Regions from separate parts of the Macaca mulatta genome. Here region 2 is linked to region 1. The links are chromatin contacts, called in public Hi-C maps. All regions are on one chromosome and are shown on one strand. The core of a region is the stretch at or near the end of the contact, and the rest is flanking DNA. Distances in the headings are between cores, read along the strand shown.

Region 1 (2,700 bases), core at 190-2,689:
TTTTTTTTTTTTGAGACAAGGTCTTGCTCTGTTATCCAGGCTGGAAGGCAGTGGTATGATCATAGTTCACTGCAGCCTCGACCTCCCGAGCTCAATCTCCTGCCTCGGCCTCCTGAGTAGCTAGGACTACACACATCACACACGTGCACCACCATACCCGACTAATTTTTTTTTTTATTTTTATTTTTTTGTAAGAAATAGGGTCTCATTATGTTGCCCAAGCTGGTCTCAAACTCCTGGGCTCAAGCGATCCTCCACCTCAGTGCTGAGATGACAGGCATGAGCCACCACTGGCCTGGGGTCTTGGTGACGGAGTAGCCGGGCCCCCAGCTGTGCCATCCCGTGTGATTTCACAGTGAGGAGTCCTAGGGTGTCTGTTGGCCGGGAGATGCCCGTAATGTGGGATGATGTGGAGCCCCAGGGATGGAAATGGCCACACCTGGGCTCTCAGACAGCTTTCTGTAACCCCAGGGAGGTAACGTGACACTAGAAAGCCTGGGTGATGAACCGTACGAAGTGGCTGTGAGGACCCAGTAAGCCCATGCAAGAGGACCTCCCACATGCCAGGGGACCCCCACATAGGCACCTCCAGCCCAGCCGTTAAGTGGCCAGCCTAGTAGAACCAGATCCCCTTGGTTTCTCTGCTTGAATTTCCCTAAATTCAGTGTACAAATCCAAACAAATCTCTGGGCACGGTGACTCACGCCTGTAATCCCAGCACTTTGGGATGCCAAGGCGGGCAGATCACCTGAGGTTGGGAGTTTGAGACCAGCTTGGCCAACATGGTGAAACCCTATCTGTACTAAAAATACAAAAAAAAAAAAAAAAAAAAAATCAGCTGGGTGTGGTGGCGGGCACCTATAATCCCAGCTACTCTGGGAGGGTGAGGCAGGAGAATCACTTGAACCCGGAAGGCAGAGCTTGCAGTGAGCTGAGATCGTGCCACTGCACTCCAGCCTGGGCTGCAGAGGGAGGCTCCCTCTCAAAAAAATAAAAACTAAATAAAAAAATTTAAAAAACAAACCAAACATTTTCTCCCTGGACAGAGGAAACCTGTTCCTCTTCCCCCTCCGCCAATGACATCCCCACCCGCCAGTCACTCAAGCTCGAAGCCCAAGCCTCAGCCCCGGTTCCCAGCTGAACCCCAACAGACACCTCAAATCCCCTACTTCTCTCCAGCCCCACCCTCTGCCCCATCTGAACCACGAACTCCCCTGAGCCTCTGAAAGCCCAGAGACCCCCCCTTCTCAAAATAACATTTTCAAATGCGTGAAATAAAACACACAGGATTGCAAAGGAAGCCAACTTTCTTATCAAAATATTTAAAGAGCAAATGGGTAATCCGGTAATTTGCATGCTTTTTTGTGTGTGTGAATGCGTTAAATCACAGGATTGAATAACAAGCTCTGGCGGCGGGGCCAACAGCTGTCGTTATTCTGGAGTTGTGACAAGCACGCTTGGTGTTTCACGCTACCTGCGGCAGCTACAGCCGGATGGGAAGACACCCGTGTTTCTACTGGTGAACGCGTCCCAGGCGCTGTGCCACACCTCTGCAATTTTTTTTATTTTTTTTATTTTGTATTTATTTATTTTTTATTTTTATTTTTTTTTTTTTTTTTTTCTTGCTTCCATTCATTCATAATGCAAGGAAATGCTCACTTTCTATTAGGGGGTAGGGAAAATAATGATGTCATTTTTTTTTCCATTCAACATTCAGACTCCCTGAATTCTCTATCCATGGATTCGAATGAAGATCCATCCCTGATGGAGGGATCTTTCTGGAACACAAATTGGAATGTCACTCTGATGATTGAGCCCTTCCCATTGGAAGCTACTGGAATTACTAATTTTTTTTTCTTTCTTTTTTTTTTTTTTTTTTTTTTTTTGAGATGGAGTCTTGCTCTGTTACCCAGGTTGGAGCACACTGGTGCCATCTCGGCTCACTGCAACCTCCGCCTCCCGGGTTCAAGCGATTCCCGTGCCTCAGCCTCCCAAGTAGCTGGGATTACAGGCTTGCACCACCACACCCGGCTAATGTTTGTATATTTTTTTTAATAGAGATGGGGTTTCACCATGTTGGCCAGGTGGGTCTCGAACTCCTGACCTCAAGTGATCTACCCACCTCGGCCTCCCAAAATGCTGGGATTACAGGTGTGAGCCACCATGCCCAGCCTGAAATTACTATTATTTATGGATTTTTTAGTAGAGAGGAGGTCTCGCTATGTTGCCCAGGCTGGTCTTGAACTCCTAAGCCAGGGCAACCCTCCGGAGCACCTGGGCCTCCCAAAGTGCTGGGATAACAGGTGACAGCTATAGCACCTGATCCCCTGCCGCTGGAATTAAATGAGAACAATCTGCCCTGCTTACATGACCTGGCCCCTTCCAGAACCTTCTTCCTCCTACTAGCTACATTCAACCACACTGGCCCCCTGTTGATCCCCAAAACTCTTTCTGTGCAAGGCCTTTGTGGCGGTGTTCCCTCTGCTGCCCCTTCCCCTGCCCACCCGCTCCTAAGCCCCTCTCCCGCTTCTGCTCCCTCCTCCCCTGGTGTGGGGCTCAGGCCTGCCTTGGCCTCCGCATTTTCTCCCTTCTCAGCTGCTGTGTGGTTTTCTTGGACTGACTGGACTATGTCCCCCTGAAAGATATGCTCAAGTCTGCAGTGCCTGTGACTGGGGCCTTATCTGAAAATAGGGTCTTTGC
Region 2 (2,799 bases), core at 217-2,716, 410 kb before region 1:
TTCAAAAGAAAAGGATGCTAGCTGGCAGGGGTATGTTACCGGTTTGGGGGTGGGGGGGCCTGTGGAGGGAAGCCCAGATTTGGGAGGGAAAGCTCGTTTCACAAGAGATCCCATCTCTCTTTTCAAAAGGTCATTTCGATTCAGCAGATCCTCTTTCTCTATTTCAGAGCTCACCACTGTATTCTAAACAGAAGCCAACAGAGGGAGAAAAACAAAGCCAAGTGCAAAAGCTGTGGGCACTGAAAGTTTTGCTCCACCGGCCGCGCAGCACCCATTTGGGGTCGGGCATCGGGACGTGGGGGAGTCAGGAGCCGGCAGGGACTGGGGAGAGGACGGGGCCCTGGGGAGGGGCTGGAAAACGCTTTTCGCGGCGACTGGCACTTGATATTTGCAGTCTTGTGGATGTCACTCACCGGGAACCAGACCCTGCGGTGCAAACACTCAGGTACAGACCGGCCCCTTTTTCATCCGAGCAATAGGAAGCGGACTCGGGCATCCTTTTAGGGAGCTGAGGAATGGGTCTCAACTTAAAAATTTTTGTTCGTGCTACCATGATGTAAAAAAATGAAATAAAATGCAAAGCAGCAGACGGGGTGCAGGCTCTAAGGGGCTCAGATTCCCTCTCCTCCGAGTCCGGCGTAGAGAAGCCCCTGGGCTCCCTGCAGCCCCAGCGAGGCGCATCCGACCCGGGCCGGGCGGTATGGGGACCCCGGACACTCTCGCTACTCAAGTTCGCGCCTCTGCGCCCCGAGGCGGCGCCCCCGGCCCGCGACCCCGCGCGCACCTACCTTGCGCCAGCGCCCGGAGCAAGTGCAGCTGCAGCGCCAGCAGCGCCCACCAGCCGCGGCGGCCCGGCCCCAACTTTGCCGCCCGCCGCCCGCCGCGCCGCCCCGTGCCCGCCGTGTCCCCACTGGGGGTCTCGGGCGCCGCGCGGGGTCCCGAGGGCTCGGGGCCGGGGCGCGGCGCCGGCGAGGGGCGGGCGCCGGCGGGCGGGGATCCCCGCGGCCGCCCGGGGCCCGCGCGCTCAGGGGGCTCCGCGCCGCCGCCGCCGCCACCGGCCGCCAAGGGCCGGGCGCCCTGGGCCATGCCGAGCAGCCGCCACCCCGAGCGCCGCGCCGGACGGACGGGCGGGCAGGACGGGCTGGACGGCTCCGAGCGGGCGCGGCCACTCCGCGGGCGGCGCGGCGCACCCCGGCCCGAGGTGAGCGGCCGCCCGGCGCTGAGGGGCGGCGTCCCGGGTCCCCGCGTGAGGGGCGCGGCGCGGGCCGGCGGCGAGCCGGGAGAGAAGAAGTTGTCAGCGGGGGAAATTCGCGTCTGGCGCTCACGCAGTCCCGAGCCCACCGCGGCCGGGATGCCGGGCCCCGCCGCGGTCGCTCCGAGGGGTCCGCCGGGCGCTGAGGAGCCGCCGCCACCGCCGCCCCCACCCGGCGCTGAGGAGAAAGTGCGCCCGCCCGCGCGTCGCGCTTGCCCTCAGCCGCCGCGGCCGCCGCTCCCCATTCACAGCCCGGCCGCACGCGCCGCCAGCGCCCGCCGCCCGCCGCCTGCCGCCCGCCGTTGATTGGCCGAGGGAGGCGGCGCCCGCTCCCGGGGCCCGCCCCCCAGGCCTTCGCTTGTTTTCAAAGTCGCGGCGCCCGCCCGCCTGCAATTTCTTGCCTGCTCCGGCGCCCGGCTCGGGCGGCTTCCCGCGCCGGCTGCGCCCCCTAGGGACCCGTAGCGGGGACTGCAGGCGGCGCCGTCTCGGCACGCGCTCCCCGGGCGGGCTCGCTGGCTGGGCGTGCGCGGGCGGGCGCGGGTGGTGCCTCCTCGCCCGGCCCCGCGGCGGTGCGGGCGCCCGGGTGGGGAGGGCTCAGGTGCAGCAAGACGCGGGACAGATCGTGCGAGAGCCCCGGGCAAAGGGCGGAGGGGGCGCGCTCCGGGAGGCGCCCGGCTCCCACCTGCGAGCTCAGTGTTGGGGGTGACGCGCCAAGTTACCGTAATTGCAAACACGCGCAATCGGGTTTTTAATTTCCAGCAACCAAAGGCATCACTGGGTGCAAACTCGCCGCCTGTTCACAGGAGTGGACATGGCGTTGTAGAAGCGTCCAACCAAGGTCACTTTTGGCCGGGGCTGGAGGAGGTCGGGGGAGGGAGGGACACATTGCTTGTTTCCCACCGTGGAGTGGGCGAGTCTCGGGGCAGGGTCGACCCTGGTGCGGGACCCGGGAGCCTCTGGGGCTGGGGGTGGGGACGGGCGCCGACGCTCAGCATGTGGTAAGCATTAGCAGAGTTTATGGGGTGAACTAAGCACACTGGAGGCTGGAAGGCCAGCATTTTTGTGGGAGGAGAGCTGGAGGTGACACGCACTCAGCTGCCGCTGGACTTGGCCCAGGAGGAGCCTGGGGGCGTGTGATGATTGCATGAGATCACGTAAGAGATGAAGGCAGAGGGGCTGGGTTGGGTGTGCGCCCAGCACGGGGCTGATTCCCCAGGAAGCACCTGATGCAGACTTGATACCGTTAGTAGGTTTATTGTCCCTGCCAAGAAAGACCAGGGGCGAGTGGAGAGCAGGCCACAGGGCCGGGGTCTGGGATAGGAGCCAGCTCCTGCTCGCAGAGCGCCTATGGTTTGGCGGCTCAGTATTAGCCTCCGTACACGTCCGCTAAGACTTAACAATAACCACGTGAAAGAAACATAGGGAACCGGAGGTGGTTTCAGAAAGAGGCCTGCCCTCTGCCCCCTTTCCACACCATGCTAGCAAGGGCAAAAAAGTAAAATGAGCCACGGGTGCCCTGTTCTGAGGACATGGTGAGGGCTCATAGG

Evidence for each region. A called contact is a pair of places that touch in the nucleus more often than the background predicts.
Region 2: a Hi-C map of fetal cortex germinal zone shows a contact between it and region 1, with 3 times the contacts expected there. The contact joins the promoter of SDK1 here to the enhancer-like site in region 1. A contact is called at or near these places in 2 of 14 Hi-C or Micro-C datasets (fetal cortex germinal zone and fetal cortical plate).

What each region holds. Positions count from the first base shown.
Region 1 is chr3:36,898,245-36,900,944 of T2T-MMU8v2.0, reverse strand. No RefSeq gene overlaps it. Among named protein-coding and RNA genes, the nearest start is that of GNA12, 49 kb to the right of the region's middle. Within about 2 kb of position 1,439, at least 2 of the 40 cell types and tissues checked have an H3K27ac peak or open chromatin away from gene starts, as enhancers often do. A contact at or near this core is called in fetal cortex germinal zone and fetal cortical plate, where this site is marked.
Region 2 is chr3:37,304,580-37,307,378 of T2T-MMU8v2.0, reverse strand. SDK1 (sidekick cell adhesion molecule 1) reads right to left here and starts at 1,466. Exons shown (of 45, transcript XM_077996063.1): 1 at 789-1,466. The coding sequence starts at 1,086.